Regions from separate parts of the Mus musculus genome. Here region 1 is linked to region 2. The links are chromatin contacts, called in public HiChIP or PLAC-seq maps. All regions are on one chromosome and are shown on one strand. Each heading gives the region's core, a stretch centred on a gene start, on an enhancer-like site or on the middle of the called end of the contact. The rest is flanking DNA. Distances are from core to core; before and after follow the strand shown. Region 1 overlaps Stard13 (StAR-related lipid transfer (START) domain containing 13). Region 2 has its middle 44 kb from the start of Kl.

Region 1 (2,700 bases), core at 132-2,631, 73 kb after region 2:
CTTAAGCTGGGAAAACTGATGTAGGAATGAGTTTTCTCCGTCACAATATGGAAGGTAACAGAACACACGTATAAAGTAGTTCGCAAATAGATCTAAATTCGATTATATGTGATGAGGCTATGTAAACTCCGAAGTGATACCAGAGCTCATTTTCATAGTCAGAGGCATAGAGTGAACATGGCTCACCCTCTTGTACCCCACATCTGAAGTGCTCCCAAAGGTAGAGTTTTGAAGACTGACATGACGGCAGAAATAGAAGATTGTAGACCACAACAGAGACAGTTCAGATTAAAGGCTCAGGTTCACACCTCTGATGACAAGAGTTTGACTCCCAGCACTCAGGGAGTTCATGGCATCTATATACCGGTCATACACAGAGGAAAAAGAGAAAGGAAACGTAAAAGTAATAAGATAAATCTTTAACAAAAATCTTTGCTTCGTGCACAAAATTAAGGAAAATATTGAATAAAATCAGTGAAGATAAATGAATTTCATGTAATATTTGGGCCCGTCCCCAACATACCTTGCTGAATGCATAAGTGTTCAAAAATGTGAAAAAATTTAAAATACTTTTCTTCTTTAGCATTTTGGGTAAGGAGTAAAGAGCATGGGTTAAGATGTAGGAGCTCCTGGTGGGACTGAAGGATATCCTGTGAAGAAGATAACACTGTGTGATGTAAAATATAGTTACTCTATCCTTAATAATGGTTTATTTTTATTTTACGTGTAAGGGTGCTTTGTCTACATATATATGCTGCCAGGAAGGACAGGATATATATGTGTTTTGCAGGAGATGTGGGGCGTGGAAGACAATGTCCCAGGGGTGCAGATGGAAATCAGGCCCCTTGTCACAGTTTTGAGAACTCAGTAATGCCCTTAGCATCCAGCTTAGAGGGTCCTAGCCTTGAGGTTTTACTCACAGTATCTGTGTGGCTTTCCACCTTTGGTCATGATCCAGAGTCTTATTAAAATGCTGACTTTAATGGGAGCCTTTGAAAAGAGCTATCTTTCTAAACGCCGGCCCCTTCAGGCCATTTAACATTACCATGATGCTAGTGTGGATCAGTCAGTAGTGATATTTGTCCAAGAACAGGAAGCTTGGCTCTGCCTTGCTTTCACCATGGAGGAGTCTCCTCTGTTGGCTTTTTTCTAAATGAGAATGCTCTTTACTAAAATTACATATTTGTTCTGGATGGATATCACCGGAAACTGAGAAATGGGTTTTTAAAAACAAAACAAACAAAACAAAACAGGTTAGGGGAGCCGTACAAATCTGCAGCTGTGACAGGAGACAAATCCACAGTTATGCAGACATCTAGAAGCTAAAGTTGCAGCAGCCATTAACATTGCACCCAGGCCAGTGAGTCAGCCTGTTGGGATGCAGGAATGCTCTACTTGGTATGTTGGCAGGCTGATGAACCAGTCCAATTGCTGGAGAGCCTCCTCATCCCACTTTCAGCCTTCAGAAATGCCTCCCAGAAGGGTTTTGGTGAGTCTGTAGCTGAGGTACAGAATGAGGGCCCAGAGCCCTCCACCTGAGGGCAGATGCTAAGCCACATGGATATACAGCAGAACAGACAGCAAGCCAAATAGGAGCTAGGCGTCACCACCTACACTTCCTTGTACACTTTCATTTTTATTTCTTTCCTTGACTCAGCTAAACAAAATTTCCCAAGACAGGAACAAGAAACTGTGGAACTTGGTACTGCAACGGCATGACAACGTTCCTGTTGTAAAAACAGTTCACTGCTTGTATGGCTTAGACCAAGGAACTGACAAGCATTTGGGTCCAGAGCAATACCAACAATTTTTGAAAGGCGAAGAGTTGGCTGGCTTCAAATCTCACCTCTGCCTTTTGGTCTGTGGTTTGGGGGCAACTGACTCTACAGAGTTTCTTCATCTTTAACATAGAGTGCAGGGCCTCCCAGAGAGGTCCCATGCCAGCATTTATTTACTAACCACCCAGGTTGACCAGAAAGCCCCCCCCACCCCCCTGCCCAAGAGCCATTTCTCAGGTCCAACTGCCTTCAAGGGAGTACTGTAGCCTTGGATGACTAAGGCACGTGGAGACCACACTGAAAAACTCAAGTCTGTGATTTTTGCAGATTGGACATGAAAATTCTGTTTCATAGAATATGTAAACTGGACACACAGCTGTTCGGTTCTTAATTCTCTTTCTTGATCACTTTCTATTTCCATCCAAAGCTGGCTGTAGTTCTGTGGGGCACTTGATTCTCAAGTCTCTGACTCTGTCTCCTATCATTTAGCCTAGAGTGTGCTGTGTGGCTGCTTAGAATCAGCCACAGACAAAGCCCAGGACAGAGACTGACAAGTGAGGGGGCACCACATGTTGGAATGTTTTTATTTGAAAATAGACTATGAGTCTTCAACTTGCAATGTGAAAAGCAATATTCTATTCATGTGCACATATTTTCGAGGTCCCCAGTAAGCAGGACGGGAAAGAGTGTGTGTTACTGCAGCAGACATTAAAAAATATCCCAAGCAGGTCAGACTACCAAGGTGACTAATTTGCAGGTTGCACAGAGAGCCTTGAGTACGTTGTTCACGGATATCCTGCCTGAGAGTTCTGCAAAGCAGTTAGGTGACAGGGCAAAAAGCCCATCACTCCACATTGTGGGAAACATTGTGTATCATTAGTTTTTGACGTTCTCTTTTGTGAGAGATCTGCACAGAGCAGTC
Region 2 (2,700 bases), core at 152-2,651:
CACCATGTTGGTGCTGAGAATCAAATCAGGGTTCTCTGCAAGAGCATTCAGTGAACTTAACCACTGAGCTGGCTCTCCAGCAACTCCCCCCTCCCCTCCTAAACCCCCCCCCCCACTATCTTTAATAGTTCCAATACTGATCAGAGGTCTACTAAAGTCTCAGGCTGAGGAGATGGTTTCTCTCCTAAAGTTGTCTTTTGGGGGTGGGGTGGGGGGGCGTGACTTTATTTCATCACAGCGATGAAAAGCGTGTGACATAATTTTTCTAGACTAATCCCACTTACTCTTAACATGTTTCAGATTTGTTGATAACTCAATATTTAGAGCTCAATGTTGTAAAAATAAAGTGTTACTATCAAGATGGTTTATTTACCCTGACACATCAGTTAATTTTTGTGACTTTTCATAGACATGTTCAGACGGATTCCTTTAGTAAAATTGAAAGAAAACTCAATTCTTATATTTACTTTATGATACTAAGTTATTTTGTTGTGTTATTTTTGTTTAATTATACAATTTTTTTTATGGGTAGAATCCTGAAGACCATTTGGCAGAAGATACATCCTTACTTGTGTCTTGTACCATCTGCTCTTTTGAAACAATCTAATGACACAGACAGAACATTAGAATTTGCGTATTTGTTATTTAGTTGGTAAATAGTTGCAGACATCAATTTTTCACTTATTTCCAAAATCTTTAGTTAGTAGGGTTTCTTCATTTAGTATAATCTTTGAATATGCTTATTTTATGGTAAAACAATTTAACAGTAAATGACTTTATTTATCTTGTATAATTTTTTTTTGCAATAGAAACATCAGCCATTTCCCTTAATAAATGACTAGAATTGATGAGTTTGGAACTTTCCATCTCTTTGGGCTGCAGTTTCTGCTAATTACAGCTTAGAGCACAAATGTTGCCTAAGGCATTTTGTATTATTTTTGGTTAAAGTGAATCAAAAGCTTTGGCTAGCAACATCTAAGCTATTAGATGGCAAATTGTGCAGTGTTCATGGCCTTAGTGCTACATTTAAGACACGGACTCGTTTCTGCCTTTAAATCACAGGCTATCCTGAGTCTCTGATAAACAGCCCCAAGGTTTCAAATGGAATGTTTCAACAGATAGGAGCAGGGGTGGGTGTGGGTGGAGGGGTGTGAGAGGGGGTGCGGGGGGGGGGGGGCAGAAGTGCTAAGCTGGGAAGGAGAAGAATGGACTTAAAATTAGAGAAAGATTGACAGTTAAGATGAACGCACGAGCAACATGATGAGTGGGTCAGCTTTTATTGTTGTTGGTGCCGTAATAAAATGGCTTTAATTTATCCCTGCCTGTCATTCCTTACCAACCCACATAGCTGGCAGTGCAGGTTAGTCATCCTGGAGGTGCAGGAATCTAGTGCCCGAAGACATGTGACATCACCATGACTCATCCAGGGAAGAAGGAAGGACAGGGACAGAGCAGGAGAGTGGGTGAGGGGTCTGCTCTGTGGGATCCTGGGTGGAGCAGCACTCACAGAGCCTGTGTGTGTCTGTATGTGTGTGTCTGTGTATGTGTATCTGTGTGTGTGTATATGTGTGTGTCTGTGTGTGTCTCTGTGTGTGGGTGTCTGTGTGTGTCTCTGTGTGTCTGTGCCTGTGTGAGTGCCTGTGTGTGTGTCTCTGTGTGTCTGTGTGTGTGCCTGTATGTGTGTCTGTTTCTGTGTGTGGGTGTCTGTGCCTGTGTGTGTGTCTGATTCCCCCCCCCCCCCCCCCCCCCCCAGTTCTGGAGACTGAACCTGGGGTCTTGCACTTGTCACTCGTTAAGCAGATGCTCCACTATTTATTGAGCTAAATTCCTAATCACAAAGCTTTTGTTGTTTTTGGTCTAAGACAGGTTCTCACATTCGAGGTTGGTCTTGAACCACATTACATAGCAGAGGATGGCCTTGAAACTCTGATCTTCCTCTCTTTACTTCCCAAGAGCTGGCTGGGATCACAGCTACAAACCATCACACCTGGTTAGTGTGGTGCTGGGGACTGAAGGTTCTTGCATTTTAAGCAAGCACACTTTCGATGGAGCCACAAACCCAGCCCTGGCAAAACATTCTTGGAAAAAAAGAAATCTGCCAACTCCTATGCATGGAAAGAGAGGGCCTGGAGTTCAGAAGGACCAAGCTCTTATGTAGTAGAGGCAGCCCCAAATCAGATAGGGATCTTGGAACTGCTAGGCTACTAGCAAATTTGCTTTACAACCGGAAGCAAGATATCTTTTCAACCAGGGGTTGTCCTTATCTATAAGGGGATAGAGTGATTAAGACCAGTGGGATCCAGTATTGGTAATACATTCCAGTCACCTGGGAGCTTTAAAAAACAAACAAACAAACAATGACAACAACAACAAAAACCAATAGAGCAGCTTCTCTGGGGGTAGGATTACCACCGAAGCTAAAACAAGAGCAGGGTAATTTCATCCTGGCTTCTCCAAATCTTAATATTTTTGAGAAAGAGTCTCACTCTGTAGCCCAACTTGACTTGGTACTTGCTGAATAGCCCAGGCTGCTCTGAAACTCCTGGCAATCGTCTGGGTCAACCTCACAAGTGCTGGGATTACAGGTGTGAGCCATCCTACCCAGCACCGACTTTAAAACTCATAGGAATTACGTAGGCATGGTAGTTTGAATGAGAAATGAATTCCCCTAAGCCCAGACATTTGAGTACTTGGTCCCCA

Evidence for each region. HiChIP or PLAC-seq counts read pairs in DNA pulled down with a chosen protein or histone mark.
Region 1: a contact with region 2 is called in an H3K27ac HiChIP or PLAC-seq map of trophoblast stem cells, with 18 read pairs. The contact joins two enhancer-like sites. A contact is called at or near these places in 15 of 484 Hi-C or Micro-C datasets (2-cell embryo, 8-cell embryo, cranial neural crest and 4 more), 2 of 115 datasets of contacts at active chromatin or transcription factors (embryonic stem cells and trophoblast stem cells) and 1 of 9 other capture datasets (embryonic stem cells).

The regions. Positions count from the first base shown.
Region 1 is chr5:151,068,335-151,071,034 of GRCm38.p6, forward strand. The region is part of intron 4 of Stard13 (StAR-related lipid transfer (START) domain containing 13); the gene reads right to left. Among named protein-coding and RNA genes, the nearest start is that of Kl, 120 kb to the left of the region's middle. Within about 2 kb of position 1,382, at least 66 of the 459 cell types and tissues checked have an H3K27ac peak or open chromatin away from gene starts, as enhancers often do. A contact at or near this core is called in trophoblast stem cells, where this site is marked.
Region 2 is chr5:150,995,335-150,998,034 of GRCm38.p6, forward strand. No RefSeq gene overlaps it. Among named protein-coding and RNA genes, the nearest start is that of Kl, 44 kb to the left of the region's middle. Within about 2 kb of position 1,402, at least 62 of the 459 cell types and tissues checked have an H3K27ac peak or open chromatin away from gene starts, as enhancers often do. A contact at or near this core is called in trophoblast stem cells, where this site is marked.